Linked DNA regions of Sus scrofa: all the other regions are linked to region 1. The links are chromatin contacts, called in public Hi-C, HiChIP or PLAC-seq and promoter capture Hi-C maps. All regions are on one chromosome and are shown on one strand. The core of a region is the stretch at or near the end of the contact, and the rest is flanking DNA. Distances in the headings are between cores, read along the strand shown. Region 1 holds the start of FBXL13 (F-box/LRR-repeat protein 13). Region 2 overlaps GSAP (gamma-secretase-activating protein). Region 3 holds the start of GSAP (gamma-secretase-activating protein). Region 4 holds the start of FAM185A (protein FAM185A). Region 5 overlaps CCDC146 (coiled-coil domain-containing protein 146).

Evidence for each region. Promoter capture Hi-C pulls out the DNA fragments that hold promoters and counts their contacts. Hi-C and Micro-C count contacts between places; a contact is called where the count stands out from the background. HiChIP or PLAC-seq counts read pairs in DNA pulled down with a chosen protein or histone mark.
Region 2: a contact with region 1 is called in a promoter capture Hi-C map of liver, with 6 times the contacts expected there. The contact joins the enhancer-like site here to the promoter of FBXL13 in region 1. A contact is called at or near these places in 3 of 5 promoter capture datasets (fetal liver, fetal skeletal muscle and liver), 21 of 47 Hi-C or Micro-C datasets (adipose tissue, alveolar macrophages, embryonic fibroblasts and 12 more) and 2 of 2 datasets of contacts at active chromatin or transcription factors (alveolar macrophages and skeletal muscle).
Region 3: a contact with region 1 is called in an H3K27ac HiChIP or PLAC-seq map of skeletal muscle, with 4 times the contacts expected there. The contact joins the promoter of GSAP here to the promoter of FBXL13 in region 1. A contact is called at or near these places in 1 of 47 Hi-C or Micro-C datasets (heart right ventricle) and 2 of 2 datasets of contacts at active chromatin or transcription factors (alveolar macrophages and skeletal muscle).
Region 4: a Hi-C map of skeletal muscle shows a contact between it and region 1, with 5 times the contacts expected there. The contact joins the promoter of FAM185A here to the promoter of FBXL13 in region 1. A contact is called at or near these places in 4 of 5 promoter capture datasets (fetal liver, fetal skeletal muscle and liver), 30 of 47 Hi-C or Micro-C datasets (adipose tissue, alveolar macrophages, blood and 16 more) and 2 of 2 datasets of contacts at active chromatin or transcription factors (alveolar macrophages and skeletal muscle).
Region 5: an H3K27ac HiChIP or PLAC-seq map of alveolar macrophages shows a contact between it and region 1. The contact joins the enhancer-like site here to the promoter of FBXL13 in region 1. A contact is called at or near these places in 2 of 5 promoter capture datasets (fetal liver and fetal skeletal muscle), 10 of 47 Hi-C or Micro-C datasets (embryonic fibroblasts, epiblast stem cells, fetal liver and 7 more) and 1 of 2 datasets of contacts at active chromatin or transcription factors (alveolar macrophages).

The regions. Positions count from the first base shown.
Region 1 is chr9:103,176,528-103,180,741 of Sscrofa11.1, forward strand. FBXL13 (F-box/LRR-repeat protein 13) reads right to left here and starts at 2,852. Exons shown (of 21, transcript XM_013979811.2): 1 at 2,721-2,852. The coding sequence starts at 2,795. ARMC10 (armadillo repeat containing 10) reads left to right here and starts at 3,227. Exons shown (of 6, transcript NM_001244923.1): 1 at 3,227-3,420. The coding sequence starts at 3,282.
Region 2 is chr9:102,763,898-102,768,272 of Sscrofa11.1, forward strand. It overlaps GSAP (gamma-secretase-activating protein), which reads left to right. Exons shown (of 32, transcript XM_021102559.1): 21 at 1-22; 22 at 1,138-1,196; 23 at 1,876-1,907. Among named protein-coding and RNA genes, the nearest start is that of GSAP, 71 kb to the left of the region's middle. Within about 2 kb of position 1,579, at least 28 of the 83 cell types and tissues checked have an H3K27ac peak or open chromatin away from gene starts, as enhancers often do. A contact at or near this core is called in adipose tissue, alveolar macrophages, liver and 5 more, where this site is marked.
Region 3 is chr9:102,692,846-102,697,131 of Sscrofa11.1, forward strand. GSAP (gamma-secretase-activating protein) reads left to right here and starts at 2,001. Exons shown (of 32, transcript XM_021102559.1): 1 at 2,001-2,192. The coding sequence starts at 2,093. LOC110262246 (a long non-coding RNA gene) reads right to left here and starts at 2,565. Exons shown (of 2, transcript XR_002347079.1): 1 at 2,276-2,565; 2 at 1-1,664.
Region 4 is chr9:102,917,442-102,921,560 of Sscrofa11.1, forward strand. It overlaps FAM185A (protein FAM185A), which reads left to right and starts at 2,505. Exons shown (of 10, transcript XR_002347078.1): 1 at 2,505-3,203. It overlaps CCDC146 (coiled-coil domain-containing protein 146), which reads right to left and starts at 2,317. Exons shown (of 20, transcript XM_021102558.1): 1 at 2,112-2,317.
Region 5 is chr9:102,810,670-102,814,913 of Sscrofa11.1, forward strand. CCDC146 (coiled-coil domain-containing protein 146) reads right to left here. Exons shown (of 20, transcript XM_021102558.1): 6 at 3,095-3,271; 7 at 1,131-1,204. All of the region lies in intron 1 of LOC110262247 (a long non-coding RNA gene), which reads left to right. Among named protein-coding and RNA genes, the nearest start is that of FGL2, 56 kb to the right of the region's middle. Within about 2 kb of position 1,797, at least 7 of the 83 cell types and tissues checked have an H3K27ac peak or open chromatin away from gene starts, as enhancers often do. A contact at or near this core is called in alveolar macrophages, fetal skeletal muscle, omental adipose tissue and 1 more, where this site is marked.

The DNA.
Region 1 (4,214 bases), core at 1,602-4,101:
TTTATCCCTCTAGGCCTGCTTGCATAGATTTGACAGTATGAAAATGGTTTCCAAGAAGGCATATTGGTCATTCACAGATTTTTCAGATTCTTTAGTCTCCCCTTGGAAACTAAAATCCATATTATTTTTATAAGTTTGGAATTTTGCACTATGAAGTCTTGTGCTAATGTATTAGATCAAGAAATGAGGGGTTCCCATCGTGGCACAGCAGAAATGAATCTGACTAGGAACCATGAGGTTGTGGGTTTGATCCCTGGCCCCGCTCAGTGGGTTAAGGATCCAGCATTGCCATGAGCTGTGGTGTAGTTTGCAGATGTGGCTTGGATCCAGTGTTGCTATGACTGTGGTGTAGGCCAGCAGCTGTAGCGCTGATTAGACGCCTAGCCTGGGAACTGCATGCCACAGGTTCAGCCTTAAAGAAAGACAAAAGACAAAAGACAAAAGACAAAAAAAAAAAAAAAAAAAAAAAAAGAAAGAAAGAAATGAGGTCTTATAAGATACCAAGAAGTACAAACATTCTACTTTCTGAGCCCCATTTCCTACTTGTCCACCTCCTTCACTCAATTACTCTCTCTACCTCTCTTCATTCACTTCTTAAAAACTTCCACTTTGTACCCACATATCATTATTATGTCTTGTTCTCATTTCCCACCCAGTCCTTAGAGTCCTTGCTCCACCACTTCAGGCCCTCTCAAAAGCTTAACTTCCTCACCATTGCCCTTCCATAATATAGGTCTGCCAAACTCCTATCCTGAATGAAGTCAGCTCTTATTTGTCTACCTATGTATGTTTCAGAAAATCATACGACTGGGAAGGCGTATACCATGTTTTCTACACATTTTCAAATATAATTGTATAGAGGTAAAACATGAATGAAACTCAAGCTAAAAACACTAAAATAGGAGTTGCCTTGTAGTGCAGCAAGTTAAGGATCCAGAGTTGTCACTGCAGCAGCTCAAGCTGCCACTGTGACTCAGGTTATTTCTTGGCCTGGGAATTTCCACACATCTCAGCCGTGGCCAAAAAAAACCTTCTAAAAAACCTAAAACAGGAGTTCCCATTGTGGCTCAGTGGTTAACGAATCCGACTAAGAACCATGAGGTTGCGGTTCGATCCCTGGCCTTGCTCAGTGGGTTAAGGATCCGGTGTTGCTGTGAGCTGTGGTGTAGGTCGCAGACACAGCTCAGATCCCAAGTTGCTGTGGCTGTGGTGTAGGCTGGAAGCAACAGCTCTGATTAGACCCCTAGCCTGGGAACCTCCATGTGCCATGGATGTGGCCCTAGAAAAGGCAAAAAGACAAAAATAAATAAATAAATAAATAATCTAAAACAATACAGATGTATATGGAATAAACGATTAGAGTTCTCCCCTAAAGTCATTCCCCAAAACATTTGCTGTTAATAGTTTGCCATATGTTCTATAAGTGTATTATTTTCTTAAATATAGACATATATGCACAAACATATACATATAAAAATACATATATACACATATACATACAAATATGAAAACAGGTAGCTAGATTGTAGTAGATACTTTTTTAAGCAACTTGCATATTTTTTCCATTTTTTAAAAAATTAGGATGTCATGGAGAGCCTTTCTTCTCAAAAGATACAGTATACTTTATTCTACACAATATCCCATTCCACTATTCACACTTAGGTTTTTACCATTTTCACTACGCAACAATATCATAATGAATATACTTGTACATCCTTCTGGTTACATGTGCAAGTATATCCCTAAAGCAAACCCTGAGAAGTGGAAATGCTTGATCAAAGCATTTATTAACATTAGCATCCAAAAAAGAGAAGACTGTACCAAAGTGTTCTCCTACCTGAATAGGAGGGTTACTACCCCAAGCTGGGCTCTCAACACTACCTGGCTCTCCTTCTCTTTCCTTCCCTAGACTTCCAGCTCTCCCTCCTTCTCCACATAACTACTCAAAATCCCTTCTGCACCTTCCATCCCCACCCAAACGTACATATTCTTGGCAAATATTTCACCCATTATGTGTAGAAAAAATAGAAATCACCAGAAGAGAACTTTCTTGGCTTCCTGTCTCCAAACCTACAAAACTTATCCACCCCTGTCTTTCTTCTCTCCTGTTTTGGTGGGGAGGGAAACAAGTCCTTCCTCCTGGTTGTGGGGTACTTTTCACAAAGGAATGACTTCCATCTAAAGGTCTCAGCTTCCATCCCTCAGCCAACCTCAGTGTATTTTCTACCTTCATCCTTCCAATGAATACCCAAACTCATCTTGAGCCAAATCCACCACATCTTTTCAGATCCTTATCTGAAGGATAGGTGACATTAAGATAAGGTGGTCCTTATCTTAGGTGACTCTCACCATAAGGGCACACTCTCCTACTCTTCCTCCTATGTCTCTAGGGCACTTCATTCTCAATCCTTTAGTACTCAGGCTCTTCCTTGTCCAAACCTTAAATGCTGGAGTTTGGGGTTTTCTGTCCTGAGTTCCTTTTCTCTTTCTCCCTGGGAGATGTCACCCCTTCTTCCCTTTCAGCCACCATTACCCCTCTGTCGTCAACTCTCTGATGTGTATATTCAGCCCAGACCGCCAACCTGTCAAAAGCTGACTTCATCCTTTCCCTTTTCATTCCTCCTAACCTCCATTCCCTCTCCCCGCCAAACCCTAGGCCCTCGTCTGGGAAATCTCTTGCAATTCCTCCTTCTAAGTCCGCTGCCACGTGGCTCCAGTACCTCGCAGACCTGAGGAATGTAGTTCTCCTTGAAGTAGTTCCTCAGTCTGGGGCTGGCAACTCGCAACGAGGCCATGACCAGAGGCACTGCTGAAACTGCGCTGCTCACCCGCTCTTCAAACCCGGCTCCGAAGCCTCGCCTGAGCTGGGGGCTAGCGCGTCCCGGCGTTGCCCTGGCAACTGCGCGGCGGGGAGGGGAGGGGCTAGGCACCGACTGGTCCCAGGCCCCCAATAGCCTGCGGCCGCTGGCCGCCGGAAAAGGGGCGGGCCTCGGCCTGGCGCCAGCCCGCCTCTGGGCGGCTGTGGAGGCCCCCTGGGTCCTTTTGGGGCCTGGAGCGCTAGCAGCGCTTCACCCTCGCCCCGCCCAGCCTCTAGGAAGCCGCCTGGACGCATCCAGGCCCGAGTGGGCGGTTTTATATTTTAACTGGGCGGCTTCCGGGAGGCGGAGCCCAGACCCTCATTTCCTTTCTCTCGCGGCTGCTTGAGCTCGGGCGGCGAAGGGTCTCGCTGGCTTCAGACCCTGCCCGCCAGGCCCAGCGCTGCGCGCAGCCCCAGCGAGAGCATGGGCGGCGCCCGGGACGTGGGCTGGGTGGCGGCGGGCCTGGTCCTTGCGGCCGGTGCCTGCTATTGCATTTACAGGCTGACGCGGGGCCAGCGGCGAGGTGCCCGTCGGGTTGGACTGCGCCCCTCGCGGTCCGCAGGTAAGGCCTTGGGGTGCCTAATAGGTGGGCCAGCTGGGCACAGGGCTTTCCCAGGGTGGGGTTGAAGCCGCCGCAGGCGCTCATGGCTTTTCAGTGCAGGGGGTAAAATAAGGAGCCCACCTAGGGAGGGAAGGAGGGAGGCTGGTAAGAAGGGTGAAGTTGGGAAGCCCCAACAGGTGCTGAAGGGGAATCTTCAGCCTGTTTGGGGTAGGGTTCATAGCTGCTTCCCTGCCTCCATTTCTTTGTTCAAAACCCCGGTTGAAAAATTGCCCAAACTCTCTTGCCTGAGTCTGGCGTCACAGCGGACAGATTAAGTTTTGCAAAAGCATGTTGATTGCCTCTCACGTTGAAGCTTGCTCTCTCTCAGTTGTTACCCAGTGTGGGTCTGACCTCTTGCTGCTCTAAAGCTAATAAAAAGGCAAGGTTGGTGGAAAGGAAAGTTTCCTTTATTTCTGATGCCAGAAATGGGAGGGGGGCACTTCTGTCCAAAGGATGAATGCCCCGCTGACAGTCAGTGGGCATAAGCTTTATATAGGCGGAGGGAGGGGCTACATGCAGAAACAGCAAAGTCAGCTGTGACAGTCTTCTTGAAATTGGTCACCCCTGGTCTGACCAGTGTCATCTTGATTGTTTTAAGTACAGTTAAGTCTTCAGTTCCAGGGTGGGTTTGTTCCCATTTCTTTGAGGCTAGTTCTCTAAATGGTGGCAGCATATATCACGGCCATAGGCGGATCACGGTGCAGTTGACTTCTTCTACCTGGTGGGGGTTTTGATATCTACAAGATAGTTCATAG
Region 2 (4,375 bases), core at 329-2,828, 410 kb before region 1:
GCTCAGCCTGATCTCGGAAGAGGTACGTGTGGGTTCCTGAGAGCAAAGCTAGAAGCAGAAACTTAGTGGATAAAGGTCAGATGATGCCCTGAGGTCACAAGGCTAGCTTTGTCCACAGCGCTCTCCCCAGCTGCCAGGCGCTGTTGATGGGTGCTGCTAACGTCCGGTAGGCTGACCAAGGTGCTTCTCTGATCTCTCTCCTCTTGAAGAGGAAACGCAATGCAAAGAGTTTAAGAGACACACATGGCATGTCCATAGAAAAAGCAGGACTGACCTGTTTTCTTGCATTACTCCATGATAAATTGATTTAAACAAATCCAAGTGTTCCCAAATTAGTGGCTGCTGGGCATGTGGGATGGTTGAAAAGCAGAAGAGTGACTGTGACCCCTGTAAAGGGTAGGCAAGGGGAGATCTTCGAGGTGATGGAGCTGTTGTGTGTCTTGATTGGGTGGTACCTCGTGGTATGTGAATTTATGCATGTGTTCAAAGTGTGGCAGAAGTACACACTCAATGTACCAGTGCCATGTTCCTGATTTTGGTGTTGCACTATAGTTATTTATATGAGATGTAAACACTGGGGTGGGGGAGGGTACGTGAACTCTCTAAGTAGCATTGTTGATATAGTTGTGGTGTTATTGTACATAATATATAGGTGACTTTTAACTCCTTGGAGATATGTAATGGTTTCAGAATAAAACTTTTTTTTTGGGGGGGGGGGGTTGTCTTTTTAGGGCTGCACCCATGGCATCTGGAGGTTCCCAGCCTAGGGGTCCAATGGGAGCTAACAGCTGCCGGCCTGCGCCACAGCCACAGCAATACCAGATCCATCCAAGCCACATCTGCAACCTACACTACAGCTCAAGGCAATGCAGGATCCTTAACCCACTGAGCAAGGCCAGGGATCGAATTCGAGTCCTCACGGATGCTAGTTGGGTTTGCTAACCTTTGAGCCACAACAGGAACTCCAAAAACTGATTTTTTTTTTTTACTAGTATTTTTAAAGAATCTAGGTGTTCTGATTACCTGGAAAGTATCTCTTTTTCTGAACTCTTAACTCTTACTGCATTATGACTCCGTGTGTAAAATGTCACCCACAAAATTTCAACTTCCACACCTCTGATGTGTCCTCATTTGTAGAAAACAAGAAAAAGAAGGTCGATGGTGTATGTGAGAAATATTCTTGATAATGCAATGAAGTAAGTAAAACGAGGGATTAGTTTAGCTGTAAGATAGCTATCTTTTACAGTTAACTCAGGAAAATAGTTTACTTGTGTTGTGTAACCTTAGCAAGATGATGCTGTCTGCTTAGGAATGCAGCCACCTGCACCCTAGTCTTGAGTTTGGAGCTGCAGTTTCTAGTGGGAAAAGTTTATGTGTTAAACTTTTTAGATTCACATCCTGGGGGTGGATGACTTAGTAGGAAAAAGTGGTAAAGAAAGCGTTTATTAACTGAGCATGTTAGGGGTGGGTACAAACAGTGGTTTGATTTTTAAAAAGTGTTAGTGGGCTGGTGAGCCTGCTCTTGTTTTGAAAGTGTATTTTCTGGGTAGATGAGTCATCTCGGAGTGCTTACAAGCATAGGCTCCGTTCCAATTCCTGTTCTATTTTCTGTTCCCATTATTTCCAATAACTGAGTGCCGCAATTGTTCTACGTTATTGTCATTGTTTGCACTAAAGACTTATGAGATTTTATAATTGCCTAATGTGGCTTTTGCCAAGTTGATTAAAGTTTTTGAGGTTTGCAACAGCCCGAAAACAGTTTCTGCAGTGGTTTTATGGGCTTTTAAAGGACATTGTCTCTGTATGGTATTGTGGCTTTTTTTTTCTTTTAAATAATGCTTCCTGTGTGAATAACATTGGCTAATTTCTTTGTAGGGTGATTTCTAACCTAGAAGCAAGGAGTGCGGGTAAGAAAAGACCTGTAATGAAGCCTTCTGGGTTTCATACCATATTTTGTTTGTAACATGGTTCTCCCTCCCACTGTGGGTTGGCAGGGAAATCACTTCCAATAGCACCCTTTCCTATCTTCCCATCAGAATGGTCACCCAGCTCCTTTCACGCCTCTCTTGGCATCAGGTCCTTTGGGGACAGCCGCTGAACGTGCCTTTGCCAGAGGAGTCTTTGACTGTTTGTTTTCTTTTCTTTTTAAAAATTTTTAAATTAAAGTATTTACCATGTTCCTTCCATTTCTGCTGTACAGCAAAGTGACCTTGTAATAATATGAAAAAATATATATATTCTTTTTTCATACTATCTTCCATCATTTTCTATCCCAAGAAATTGGACATACTTCCCTGTTCTGTACATAGAGTAGAACCTCATTGCTTATCCATTCTAAATGTAATAGTTTGCATCTACTAACTGCAAACTCCCTGGCCATCCCTCTGCACCCTGCCACGTCCTTGGCAAATACAAGTCCACTGTTGATTTTCCTTACATTTCCTCATAGAGCTGATCTAATTAACATGCCCTCTGCTGTACCTGAATAGTATACTTCCCTCGGCTTAAGGCTGCTTTCTCTCCAGCTGTCTGATGAGGGAAGGGTCTTTGACTTGCATGGTCCTTTCATTTGGGTTATTAGCTCACGGGGGTAGGAGGCTAGGTCATGGGGTGCGAAGACGAGGGGCCTCTAGACAAGCAGTGTGGTTATGAGGGAGGAGCATGGCTTCAAAGCAGACAGAACTGGGCTCCAGCTTGGCCACATGTTGACTCTGTACTCCCAGGCAAGCCATTTATTCATTTTGTGTGTTGTCCTTCCCAGGGCAAGGGTGGGAAGAAAATGAGAGGAAATGTTTGTAGGGCCCAGTCCCTGGCTTGGTGCTGGGATGCCCTAGGGGGCTGCTTTATCTTTAGCATGTGAGGAAGCAATGCTAACACACAGCTTCTAAACTAGAGGGCTGGCATTGTGCAGCTGCAGGCTGCAGGGGTGAGGGCTTGTGGGGAGTAGGGACAGTGGTTGGAAAAGGCTTCTCAGAGAGGGTGATGTGGAAGCCAAGTCTTGACAAACAAGGGGGACTCAGCTGAGGGAAACCAGGGGAAGAGGATGCTCAGCATATGCACACACAGGCTTTTCTGTGGTTTTGTCAGTGGAACTCTTTCACACCTCCTAAAGGTCAGCTTCTGTTAAAAAAAAAGAGCTGTTGTTTTTATACCCCACTTCCATGTTACAGCCTTGGCCACTGAGGTACATGCAGGGTGACCCCAGAGGAAATGATTTTGTACAGTGCATTGGCTCATATCCTGTAGCTGTGCGCATGGCCCTGTGAGCTGTGACTTCACTGAGCAGCCCCAGGGGACCAAGCCATTAGGCCTGAAGCCCCGGGTCTTCCACCAGCACCAGGCAGGAGCAGTAGGCCAGGCACACATGAACGTGTGGGATTCAGGCTCCCCCCTTGCACTGATGGGGGACTTGCAACATGGGAAGTGTGGCTGGTCTGGCCAGGGCTTCCGTGTGTCCTCTGTTCCTGTGTCCTGTCAGAGCTCCTTCTGCTCCTGAACTTTAGGCCCATTTGCATCCTATCACTAGTCATTCTCTCTTGTTGCACTTCAGGGAACTTGGCCCTTCCTCTCACGGGCTTTGCTTGTGCTAGTTCCCTAGAAAGAATGTCATCAGTGTCAGAAAACAGAACATTCTCTGTGTGATTCAGGGCTGCTGGGCTCTAGTTTTGTATTGTTTCATCTTAATCAGGCAGGTCGGGTAGGATCCAGACAGGATTTATCCCAAGGGGTGCAGAAGCAGTTCTGCCCTCTTGACCCGTGCTGGGGCTTGGGTTCTGGGAGAGGAAGATGGGCACGAAGGTTCTGTCAGGGAGGCCAGGGCAGATCTTCAAAGACACATGGTTTGCCCCTCCAGTCTCGCCTGTGCCGTACACATCATGGTGCAGAAAGCACCATCTGATGTAACCTTCCATGTCTCTTTTCCATCCCGATCTAGCTAGTTTTTCAATTACCTTGTGCCAGTTATCATTTGCCGCAGTAATTGACCGGTCCCCTCACCTCGGTAACTCAATCAACTATGACTGGGGTCAGAAAGAAGGGACTCAAGCAGCCCTTCCACCAAGTTCCTGTTCCTGGGTTAAGAGAGGGCCTGCGTCCTTCAGTCTCTGGTGACGCAGCAATGCTTAGAAGTGAGTTTTCACACTGAAGAGAAGTCAAAGCCAGGGAGTCTTGGAGTTGGGAATGTGTTCCTTGTTCTCTTTCTTTCCCAGCCCCCACCTCTCTGGCTCCCAGCCCCCACCTCTCTGGCTCACAGCTCTCACCTGAGTGCTAAGTTCCAGCCTGCAGGACTAGTTCACAGTGCATGGCAAGATTTCCATCCCATCAAGGAAGTGCTGTGTTTTCCCAGCGACTTAGAGAAGGGAACTCAGGCTGATGA
Region 3 (4,286 bases), core at 751-3,250, 480 kb before region 1:
TTTCAAACCTTATGGAGCCTAAAAATCACCAGAGGCTCTGGCTAAAAAGCACACTTCTGTGCCTAGCCCAGATCTAGACCTGAGCCCAGGAGTCTGCATTGTAAAACCGCTTCTCACATGATTGCAATTCATGTAGTTTTCAGACCCTAACTTTGAGAAACTTGTGACAAAGTGTTCCTTAGTCTATTTCTGAATTGACTCATTCTTCAATAACAATCCCGCCCCTTGTAGATGCTCTGTTAGCTGGTGCAGGGGTGTGTGCAAAGGGTCAAGATTCAATTCCTGTCTTGGTACAGTATTTGACTGTCAAATGAGGTGTACTAGCAACACCTCTCTAGGAGTTCCGGGTTAGGGAAGGTTGCTGTGGGCTGAAGCAGTGCGAAGGCTTTGTGGATCCAGATGGGAACAGTTTGGCGATTTTTTTTTTTTTTTTTTTTTAAGAGGGAGGAAGGTGGCGTTACAGGGGTTTTGGAATCAGGCCAACCTGCAGCTAAAGGTCTAGGCAAAAAGGCCAGAAGGGTCAGGTAAAGTATAGAGACTTTATCCTGTGGTGGTCAGCTGCTGCTCAAGGTCTGCCACATGGGGACATGAAGACAGCTTTATTTCAGGGAGAGTAATAACCTGGTTTTGATGTTCACCATGGACTAGATCTGCATCAGAGGTGGGCAAGCAATTCTGATGGTGTGCACTTGGGAATGAAAAGAAACCTGAGTGGCAAGATAAAGAAAACAGTGGGCTTATTTTTAGGGATAGGGATGAGAGGATGCCCAAAATGACAGGTCCACCTGGAAGTAGAGCACTTTTAAAAGACTAAGCACAGAGGGAATTCCCCCCTCCCCGCCTTTTTAACTTAAAAGTTTTTGTTTTTTTTAATTATGGGTGATTTACAATGTTCCTTCAATTTCTGTTGTATGGCAAAGTGACCCAGCCACCCATACATACACATTCGCATTCTTTTTTTTTTTTTTTTTCTTTTTTCATCATGTTGTAGCTTAAGAGACCAGACACAGTTCCCTGGGGTGTACAGTAGGACCCCATCAACCATCCATTCTAATCATAACAGTCTGCATCCACCAACTCCAAACTCCCGGTCAGTCTCCCTCTCTCCCGCACACTCCTTTGGCAAACACAGGTCTGCCCTCCCTTAATTTTTTTTTTTTTTTGTCATTTTCAGGTCCTCTTCCTGGAGATTCCCAGGCTAGGTGTCTAATCGGAGCTGTAGCCGCCGACCTACACCACAGCCCACTGCAACGCCGGATCCTTAACCCCTGAGCAAGGCCAGGGACTGAACCCGCAACCTCATGGTTCCTAGTCGGATTCGTTAACCACTGAGCCACGACGGGAACTCCTGCCCTCCCTGAATCTTTAATGCAGCCTCCTTGAAGCCAGTGTAGGGAACCGTGTAAACAGGCAGAGGCCCTGTTTGTGTTGAGCTGGTTGACCCTTTCCAGCGTCTCCGTATGTCTCTCAGAATCTTGTTCACACACTCCTCGCTGCTACTTACCACCTAAATACCACTAATAAAACACCCTCACCCTGAAATCGGGTCGAATAGGGCCAAGCGGCCGCCTGCTTCAATCCCCGGTGGCAGTGAACTTGAACTTTCTCAGGTGAATCAGCTAGTAATACCTCCGTCTAGCCACTTTGCTGCACAGTGGAATCACCTGGGGATTAAAAAAAAAAAAAAAAAACTCAAAGCAAGTCCCAAAACGCTTAGCGCCCACATGTAACGTGCAGCATAGCTTGGAAACCATCGGTCTAGCGACTTCTCCACGTCTCTTAAAAAACAAATCCTCGGGCCCTCTGGGTCCTCCGCCCTGGGAGTACAAGCGAAGGTTCCGGGCCTCGGTGGCCCTGGTCCCCGCGCCGCAGTCTCCCTCCCTCCCAGCTCGGCGAGGGCAGCCCGTGGTTCGGGTGTGCGGCGCGGGCCGGGCCGGGAGGCGGCGGTGCCGGGGCTTCTCCCGCCCCGACGCGACGGAACCGAAAGCGGCGGGCGGGGGAGAGGAAGGAGGGGCGGACGCGGTGGCGCGCGGAGGGCCGGGAATGTCCGAGGCGCGGGGCCCCAGAGTCGCCCCGAGGCAGCGTCCGGGCGATGGCTCTCCGTCTTGTCGCCGACTTCGATCTCAGGAAGGACGTGCTACCGTGGCTGCGGGCGGCGTCAGCGGCCGCTGCGCCCGGAGGCGGCGGCCCAGGTGCCGGAGGCGCGCGTCTGGGCGGGGTGGGGGGTGGTGGCAGGAGGAGGCGGTCAAGGCTGGGGACTCGGAGTCGTTCGTACCTAGAGGGTTCCGGGCTGGGCCAGGGTGGTGGTCGCCGGCCGGACGGCGGCAGCCTGTGCCCCCTACCAAGGTTGGTGCCGAAGGCGCGAGCTTCCCTCTTTGAATCTGGGCTTTGCCACTGTCACCCGGCCACCGGGGTGAAGATTGGAGGGCAGCCCCCGGGGAGGATCTCGGCCGAGCTGCACTGCTTCTTCTTGCGAGCCCTCCAGCTATGGGCTTACTGGTTGCCCATAGTAAATCATCTTCAGCAGAAAGCCTGGGGACACTAGTGGTACCTTTAGCATCAGGGCAAGGCGTGGAGGAGCTGCTGCCCAGACTCCGCTCCTCCAGCCCCAGGCTGCGGGGAGTTGGGAGGGTGGTTCTCGCTGCTTCATTCACATCTAACCTGCCTGAAAAGATTTATCACCCTGGTGAGGGCTCTACCAAGACTGGGGGCTCCTGGAGCTCTCGAGTCAGGAGAAAGAGAAGATGAATCACGGCCACCAAGAAAATCACCATATGAGTACTTAATAGTTGCACAGTTTGCCCTCACTTTTGTGAGACGTGTTTCTGTGTGAACAGTGTCCATAATTTAGGGGACATGCCACTTCAGAGGTGAAGTGTCAGAGGGTAGGGGACCGATTTCAGTCTGTGAGCAGTGAACTGAGAGCCTGCTCTTTTCCAAAGCCTCAGGCCCATCACCACCATTCCAGAGACCACCTGTGCAGGCCAGCAAGGGGCAAGACACCAAGTGATGCCCAGTTTCTTCAGGATGGATTGGAATGCATTCTGGACAGTTGGGCTTTGGTTTTAGAAATTTTTTAATTTTGATGGAGTGAAAAGTGACTTTTGAGTCTTCTCAGCATTGATCAATCAAAACTTTAAAGAAGGGGAATTCTGTGATTTCCCAGGTTGTTTTTTTAAGAAGGGAAGTTTCCTGTAAATAAGTGTTTCATCTTCAGGGCTTAAGTTCAGGTTCAAAGCACTGATACCCTGGATCCCAGTTGTGCATAGGAGCTAGCCAATTCAGTTTGTCTCTTTGGTTTTCCTTAAACACTGTAGACTGCTGGAGGGCATTTTTGGGGAGGGCTATCAAAATATCCATGTCTACAACTCCTTTCCCCTTAACCCTGGTGAAAGTTTTCTATCCCTACTGTTTATCTTCACATTATCCTATGGCTTTAGCAGGATATTTGTATGGTTCCTTGTCTTGGCATTTTGGTTATTGGTCCCAAATAAGGAGTTGTGTTTGTCTAGCTCAAGGCTTGAGTTTGACTAGTGAGTTTGACTAATGACTAGTGTCATTATTAGTAAAACTTCACTTTGGGAGGAAATTTTTAAAAGTCTCCTGAGCATCTAAAGAATTTTTGAAGGTTTAACTTTTGAAAACACACCAAGGAGCTCTCAGTCTGCTTTCCATCACAAAGTGGTCCTTTCTCTGGACCTCCATCTTAGATAGCTAAGTGGCAGGTTTCTGAAAATGAGAAGTTAGATGAAGTGTGAAATGCCACAGTCTTGTGTTTCAGTAACGTGTGTTGTGATCAAAACGCTGTGTATGAGCTAGTTAGGTTTTGGCTTCCTTGTGTCTTTCACTCATCTGTAAAGAAATATAAACTTGTGGGTTGACATTCCACTAAATACCAGATACTGTTGGGTCTTCAGAAAGTAAACTCACTAGAAATGCCAGCTTTTTCTGATATTGGTAGTATTTTGCTCTTGCAGAGCACCTTGGAAAGATGCTAGCCCTGTTATGCTAAAAGAAATTGCTACTTCTGATAATCACCAGTGAGTGGTAGCTCAAAAAAACCCTCCACAAGTTAATTCTTCTGCTATAATTTGTAGCACTGGCAGGGGAATCTGAGATTCTATTTTATTTCTAGCACAGCTGTTACTCCACACATTTGCACAAATTATTTTCTTTTCAAAGTCTTGGCTTTTCAAATGTAAGTTATGTGTAATTATACCATTGTAAAATCTCCTCTCTGCACACTCACTCTCTAAATTTGAAGCCTTAATATTTTTACATCAATA
Region 4 (4,119 bases), core at 1,255-3,754, 260 kb before region 1:
TTTGTAGCCAAATTGGATAGAAGTTGTCAGTAATCTGAAGACCTACTAGTGATTGGCATCTGAAGTGGATGGGAGCAGTTTGTTGGAACTGAGCCCTTGATCTGTGGAATCTGACATTAGTATCAAACTTAGTTAAATTCTGGGACATCGAGCTGGTGTCACTTGTTGTGGGGGAAAACCTCCACACATTTGGTGACTGGAAGTGTCAGAAGTGAAGTTACATGAGTAAAGGAGACATATATAGAAAGAAAATTGTGGGGTTTTCCTTATAGTTATGTCAAGGAAGATTTCCCATATCATTGAATAATCTTCAAAATAGAATTTTAAGTTGATGTATAATACTCCAGATGTATACTAATTCATGTAACAACCTCCTATTTTTGGACTTTTAAACTGCTTCAATTCTTTATTGTCATAAGTAACCCTATAAAACAAAATTCCTCGAACTAAGTTTTCATGAATATCCCTAATTTTATGCTTATGTTAAATTCTAAAAAGGACAATTTCCAGGTCATTGATACACATTTATTTAAGGTGCTTTATGCATATTGCTAAACTGAACTCTTTTAATAACTTACACCCTTATCATGTGTATATGTTATGACCACAGGAATGGCTATTTAAAAGCTGAAGGTATAAAAATATCTTACAAGTAAATTCTCTGCATTTTAAACCCAGATGGTCTGAAAAGTAATTTTTCAGTGATTTTCTCTCATGTTATTTTGTATATTTGAAAATAGTAGAGCAATGATTTTGCCACATAAACAGTTATTGTTCAGTTGCCAATTCCACTAACTTGGTTTGTATAAGAAAAGGAAAAATTATCATGGAAACAAAATTATCTATTGGAGTTCCTATTTAATGTAAAAATATTTGGCATGTGTACAACAAATTTGAGTGTATTCTCAACTTTCTTAAACCAATGCCTTTTTCAAAAGTTAGTTCCATGTGTTTTCATTAAAAAGACAGTTTGAAGAGTAGTTTGAATAATGATGACCAAATAAAACACAAAGCTAAGAACTAGTAGTATTCAGTGGGAACTTAATACTAAATAAAGCTAAAAGCTTGCACCTATCGTGAGCCTTCACAAGGTGAAAGGAAGGACTGGGGCAAAAAGGAAAAAGGATAGGATAACTTAAGAAAAACAGTGAATTTTTAAAAAGGTAATGGCTAGCAAAGAACCCTGTGACTTGAGCCCATGAGGACGTTAGCCCATCTCTCTATCACTATAACTCCCAGTAATTCTGGTCATTGCACTTGACCAAGGACTTCAATTTTTAAGGCATTCAGTTTCAGCTGTTGCATTTTACTGAATGTCGCTGTTTGCAGTGTATCTTTGCTGAATAATTTAGGGAATAATTTGTAGGAGGAGGAAGGGGCACAGAGAGAGAGCGATAGATAGAAAGGAGGAAATATATCTTTCCTCATTTTTAAAATTGCCCACCGAATAATAAATGGTAAAGCAGACCTCACAGAGTCATTTAGCACAATCCTTCTTCACCTAAAGCTAAAGAAATAGAGGTAGGTAACAGACAGACAACGGCAGAGCCAGGAAAATAACGAGTTTCGTACTCTTCCCATTGCACTGTGTTGACTCACTCCGTGTCTCTCTCTCTCTCACTCTCGTATATTTTTAGTCCTAAAACTGAGGATCTTTTGTAGTCAAAGAGAACAATGCTGCTGTCAACACCAGTCCTGATCTCTCAGATTTTTCTTGGTAACTTAGCGTATATGCTATAAAATAAAAATACTGTAATTTAGACAACAGTTTGGTAGCCAATGCATCGTGTTCACACCCATTATCTCATTTGATCCCTGCAAAAACCCTTTGAGGCAAGGCAAGGGAGGTATTATTGGCCTCATTTTAAGAACCAGCATTAAAACCCATAGACATTCAATGACTGGCCTAAAATCACTTAGAGTCAGGAAGGGGAAGGAATTCTAATGCTATCCCTACATTTGCTGTAAAATATGGAGTTTCCTCAATAAACACTAATCTGGTCTTTACCCTCTTGCGGAGAGATTCTTCGTACAGGGTACCGCGCACGAGTTCAGTGAGGTCTAGATCTAACCACTCACTGAGGATAATGCTATTTTGATCTTGTTCTCACCTTTAAAAGCGCAGTTTCTTATCACTTCCCTTGGTTTTGATCCTTATTTAAATTCCTATTTTTTTCTGTGGATATGGCCTCCTGGGTCTCACTCCAAAACTCCACCCTCTCCAAAGAAATCGCGTCCTCGGTATCCAAGGAAACCATACAGACTTGCCCATCTTGCGCCTTCTACGCTTTCCATTGGCCAGTTGGATTCTTATGTGGATTTCCCCTCCCCCCCGCCCCCAGTCCCTCCAATGGCTAATGGGCTTGATAGAAAGGGCGCATGCCTTCCCAGTCCTATCTAACACCAGCTCTTACTACGCGCACAGCTCTGCGCATTGCCTCCTGGGACATGTAGTTTATAAGTTGCAGGAGCCCTCCGACGGCTGTCCTCCATTAGAACTACCTATCCCATTGGCCTTTGCGAAAGGGGAGGAGTAGGCGAGGAGTCCCTGGTCACTGTGATACTTAGAACTTTCAAATTACAATTTGCCGCCAAGGCGTGTGCAGCTGAGGTTTAAGTTGCTGAGGGAAGTGGGCGGCCTTGCCCTTGCGTCAGCAGACCCTCTCTAAAGTCTACTTTCTGACTTGAGCAGGCACAGTGGCCGGGTCCACTGGCTACGGAGAGACTGGCCTGTGACAGGTGATCCTAGGGAGCGTGAGTGGGGCGCGCCATGTTCACCCTCCGCTGGGGATGGGGGCTGGGCTGCCTCCGGCTCTGTCAGCTGCGAGCATGGGCCCCCGAGGCCTCAGTGCCCTGGGCATGTGGGGCTTGTCAAGCCCGGATGTACGGCTCAGGTGGGTCCAAGCCCGAGGTCTCTCCGTCTGGCCCCGCGCGCCCGAGTCTGAAAGAGTGGGCGCTGATGGTGAGCCCTTTCGGTCGGCTGCGGGCACGGCTTCCATGCCACCTGGCCGTGAAGCCCCTGGACCCCATCTCCCACCCGGACAACAACCACGTGCTGGTGGCGGTGAGTGGAGTGGAGGGCGCGGCGCAGGCCGTGGCCGGCCTGCAGGTGACATACGACGAGGCGCAGAAGGAGGTGATCATCGTGTCCGACGTCATCGATCCCCAGGCGTCTGTGGAAGTGAGCGCGCCCCTGATGTTTGGCAAGTGAAGTTAAAACCGGTTTGGGTCCCAGGGCACACGTAGCGCTATCTTGAATTAGGCCGACGTGCAGTTTTAATTGGTTTTTTGGATATGACTTTCCAACGTAATTTACAATTTTCCCCTTCGGAAGGGAAGATGCCCTTTTTTTTTTTTTTTCTATTTTGGGAATTAGGTACTCAATTACAGCAATTTTATAAATTGAATGGAAAGATGAATATATAAGTAACATTTGTGGAAGCCCTTATATTCTCCTTTGGCACTTTGTATCTATTTCTGTCACTGCACTTTGTCAATAATGAAGTTTTTTTTCAGGGTTAGATTATCTTGATAATCTATTCTCTGGCAAGCAGTCCACCTGCATTTCCCCTTGCTCACCGTCTGGGGTCTCTGTCTCAGAACAGCCTTGTCTGTATGTTCCATTTAACCCAGACCGAGTGTTTGGTTTCTAACAGGCACTCAGCTTCTTATTGAAAACGTCACCGTTCACTTTGGCCTAAATAAATTTTCTGTTAGTAACAGGCTTTGAAGAAAGAACACATAGTAAGACTGCCTGGGAAACTTGTGTATAGTATGCAGCACTTTTCTAGGAAAATATTCCCAGGCTTACTGCCTTCCTGGAACTGAAGGAAGATTTTGACCATGATCATAATAGCAGCTAACACTTAAGAGAATCTCTTTTAATCCTTACAGTTGCACTATATTTTAGCTGCTGTTATTGTCACAGTTTCAGATAAGTGAATTGAAATACAGCAGGTTTCATATACCAAGTATTTATTGTGGGCCAACAAGTAGAAAAAAAAATCCACGCCTTCATGAAACTTTATTTCTAGTGGGGATACATCAAGGACTATGCCCATTTTCTCTCAGATGTAAAGGGTGGAACTGGGATTTGAAATGACTGGAGTCTGTTCAACC
Region 5 (4,244 bases), core at 547-3,046, 370 kb before region 1:
ACACACACACACACATTTGCCTTCTTTTGAGCCCCTGCTGTCTTTACCTGTTTTTACTCCCTGACCAGGCAGCAGATAGTCATAAATTCAGTGATCTTAGAAGTGGGGTGAAGATCACAGATGAGTGGGACTTAGAAGGTGTCTCCACTGAGGGCAGGGGTTTGTCCAGCCCCAACCTGCTCCTCAGATCCTCACTGCTACTGTCTCCTGGGATTCTACCCTCATCCTTACCAGCTTCCCTGAACAGACGTAAATTTCTCAACTTTGGCGCTGGTGGTCTTGGCTTTTAGAACAATTAGTGTCTGCTTCTTTTTTGCCCTCTTTTTTTTGGGGGGAGGGCACACCTGTAGCATGTGGAAGTTCCCAGGCTAGGGGTGGAATTGGAGCAGCAGCTGTGAGCCTACGCCACAGCCACATCAGATCCGAGCCTCACCTGCAACCTACACCACTGCTCAGAGCAACGCCAGACCCTTAACTCACTGAGCAGGGCCAGGGATCAAACCCGTATCCTCATGGATGCTCATTGGATTCATTATCCTCTGAGCCACAATGGCAACTCCTCCTCTTCTTTTAAGGTCAGTCACCAGAGGATTCATAGTAGTTCTTCTCCAGATTTTTGTCTCTTCACTTCTTTATCTTTTGGGGTTCCTCTAAACCTTGAGAATTCCTCAGTGGTTTCTGCCTCCAAATCTACTCTGAACGTTTGGGGGTCTTACACCCATGAATAGGTGGCAAGTGAAGAGTTACTATCCCTCAAGCTTTAGGCACCTGCTTTAGGTGGACATAGAGCCAGATCATGAAACTCCACCCCATTCAGATAATTTATTCCATACCTAGCCCTGTTAAAGTCAACTGGAGTTCTCTAAACAGAGATGATTTGTCAATTGGAAAGAGAATACTGTCCCCAAATTAAGATATAAATAAGTATTAGGAATGACAGTAATATGCTGCACTGCATTCTTTGAAAGAACTTGATCTACACAGCCTAGGCAGGGCCAAGCGCAGATACTTCTAAAACTATGACAGTAATTTGATGCGTTCAGTGGTTAACATTCTTGTTTTAGCATGCACACATAACTTAGGGGAGAGTGGGCAGGGAAGGACAACAAATAAAACATATTCAATCATACACTTTTTTGCGCATTGTCTTTTCTATCTCTTTTCCAATTTGTACAGGAATGGCTTGATGGTGGACCACTTCATCCTAGCAAAGAAAGGGAACCCTGTTAAATTAGGTAATCTTGGACCAGGAGCAGTTAAGAAAATTACATAGGAGAGAACTACAAGGTGTAGAGTTCTTCTCAGTATTAGCTCGCTGTGCTGTGCAGCAAGTTTTTTTTTTTTTTTTTTTTTTTTTGACTTTTGTCTTTTTAGGGCTGTACTCGAGGCATATGGAGGTTCCCAGGCTAGGGGTCTAATCAGAGCTACAGCTGCCGGCCTACACCACAGCCACAGAAATGCTAGATCTGAGCCAAGTCTGCGAACTACACCACAGCTCACGGCAACGCCTGATCCTTAACCCACTGAGCGAGGCCAGGGATCAAACCTGCAACCTCATGGTTCCTAGTCGGATTCGTCAACCACTGTGCCACGACAGGAACTCCATATGCAGCAAGCTTTTACTATTCCATTTCGTACTCATAACGACCATCCAAGGTAGTTATGGTTGTTAGCATTTTGAAGAGGAGAAAACGAAGTGTAACAAATACTGGTGGTGCTCTGCTCAGATTTCCCTCACGGAGGGATGTGCATCCTTCAGAGGGTGCAGAGGCAGCTTGCAGCCCAGGCTTGGTCTCTGGGTAGGCTGTGTCTGGGCAGAGCTGCCTCGTCAGGAAATAGAGGGTGGAAGGAGGGGAGCAGGCTGTGACTGATGAATGACTGATGACTCACCCATGCGGGGACAGATCAGCCCACCCCCCCTGCCTCAGGGTGGAACAACCTCTGAGTTGCAATTCATGGCCTGGAGTTCCCCGTGGGATCAGCTTGGAACCAAGATTCTCCTGAAAGCATGTTTTGGCTCCGCTTCTTCCCTGGGTTTCTCCTGCTTCCCTGACTCTTCTATCAGACTGTCCTTTGAGCTCTTCCTCAGTGAATACTTGTCTTATTCTCTGCCTCTAGGGACCCCTGCCTAAGACTGAGTCCAAGAGAGGTTAAATAATGTTCCCACAGTCACAGAAGTGGCAAGTTCATGTGTGGCAAGGCCAAGATCAGAGCTGACTTGGCCTAACACCACTTTGTGTTATGTTCTGTGGATTCACACAAGATTGTTTTAGCCTCAACAATCTTAGGATCCCATGAGGATCACGGTGGACTTTGGGGGCCGGGGGAACCGATGCTTGGAGGCTGAAACCATCCCTGCTGTGTGGTGCTTTTCTTCCTGGGATCTTGCTTAGTTCTGGGGCAGATCTAGGTTTTATGAGGGTAGAACTTGTACGGTCTTTAAAAAAAGTGTCAGAAATGACAAATGCTAAATCGGGGGCGGAGGGGAGGAACTTGGAAGAGGTTCATGCAAGTGAGCAGCCCAAGACTTTCATTTCATTGGGTTCCTCATAAATCCATCTCTGTTCAGTGCCCAGGTACAGGTATGTCTTGACCGATGGCTCTGACTTAAGGAAAAAGAGGTCAAAGTGAATCATGATTGCTCTCTCAGCCAATGCAGATGTTGTTATTTTAAAAAGTAACTCTAGGTTACTTAAACTGTTTTGAGACTTGTTACACGTGTTTCAAAATAAAGTGAATTTTAATTATCTTCTAGAATATAAACATAGGCCCTGCATCCCTTTCATGGTGCGAGGGACGCGAAGCAGAATCAAGCAGACAGACAAGGATCAAATAATAAAAATCCACAGAAGAGGTTAGGGCACTTGGTTGCTCTTGAAGGAAGTGACATAAAGGGATGTTACCCAACACACTCAAGTCTCTTGTGAATTCCTGGAGCCCAGGGGGAGTCTGATAGGATCCAGCACAGTGCAGAGGACACTTTAGTTTGTGGGGTTTGATCTTTGTCAACCCTATGCATCTGTCTTGATCCCCTTGCAGTTTTATGTCCCTGCAGGCACCACATTTAAATAGCTATGAACTGTAAATAGCACACCTTTAAAGTGACCTGATATTCCAACAGTTCTTCTAGTTCCTTCTGCTCCTTTAGTGATTGCTTTTGCTTCGATGTCAAATCCTCCCGTAAATTTTTAATTTCTAATTTCTTCTGCATTACTTCCTTACGTAGTTCTTCAGTGCTTTCTCTCAACATTCTCACCTTCTTCTCCATTTCCTTTAAAAGTCATGAGAATTACTGGGTTATCCAGCATCTGAGCCAACACCTGTCTGCCTCAACATCAAATTAAAAATGATTTTACTCACCATGTTGATTATATTTGTTTTGAGCTTCATGGATGATGTCTTGCAAAGTTAAATGCAACTGAGTATTTCTAACCTCTTCAGTAAAGGTGTGGCAATTATACTGCATGCATTAAACATTTTACATTAGAGTTGAACTATTTTTTTTTCTTTTTATGGCCATATCTACAACATATGGAAGTTCCTGGGCCAGGGGTCGAATTGGAGCTGCAGCTGAGGCCTATGCCACAGCCACAGCCACAGCCACAGCCACACCAGCTAGAAGCCCCATCTGTGACTTAATGCTGAAGCTTGCAGCAAGGCTGGATCCCTGACTCACTCAGTGAGGCCAGGGACCAAACCACAGCCTCACAGAGACAGCATTGGGGTCCTTAAATGCTGAGCCACAACGGGAACTCCCATGAACTAATTTTTTAAACTAATGCTCTTTTCTGTCATCTTAAATTTTAAGTGTGTCTTTTTTCTGTTATTACTTATTTCACACCAAGTAGTAAAAATTTCCAGTCTTTTTTTTTTTCTCCAGTAGCTTTGTGATTTGACAAAATTTGATGCAAATAATATTTGAATATCTGGTTTATAGCTAAACTGAGTCGCGCATGAGAATCAGGATTAGAGTTTCTACTTGGAACACGTAATCCTTGGAAGCTCCTTAACCCCATGCTCTCTTATTAATACCACTTCTCTTACTCACATTCTCCCCGAATGCCCTGCCCTCTAGACTCCTAACAAGTCTTTGTTTCTTGTGACTATCTGGGGAGTGTTTGCCTTTTGAGAGAGAAGCTTTCTGGTCCTCAGAAAGTCTACACATTGCCAATGACTAAGTGGAGGGATCCATTTAGCCTGCTCTGGCCTTTCTACATATCCCGCTCCTCCACTGCTGCTGCAAG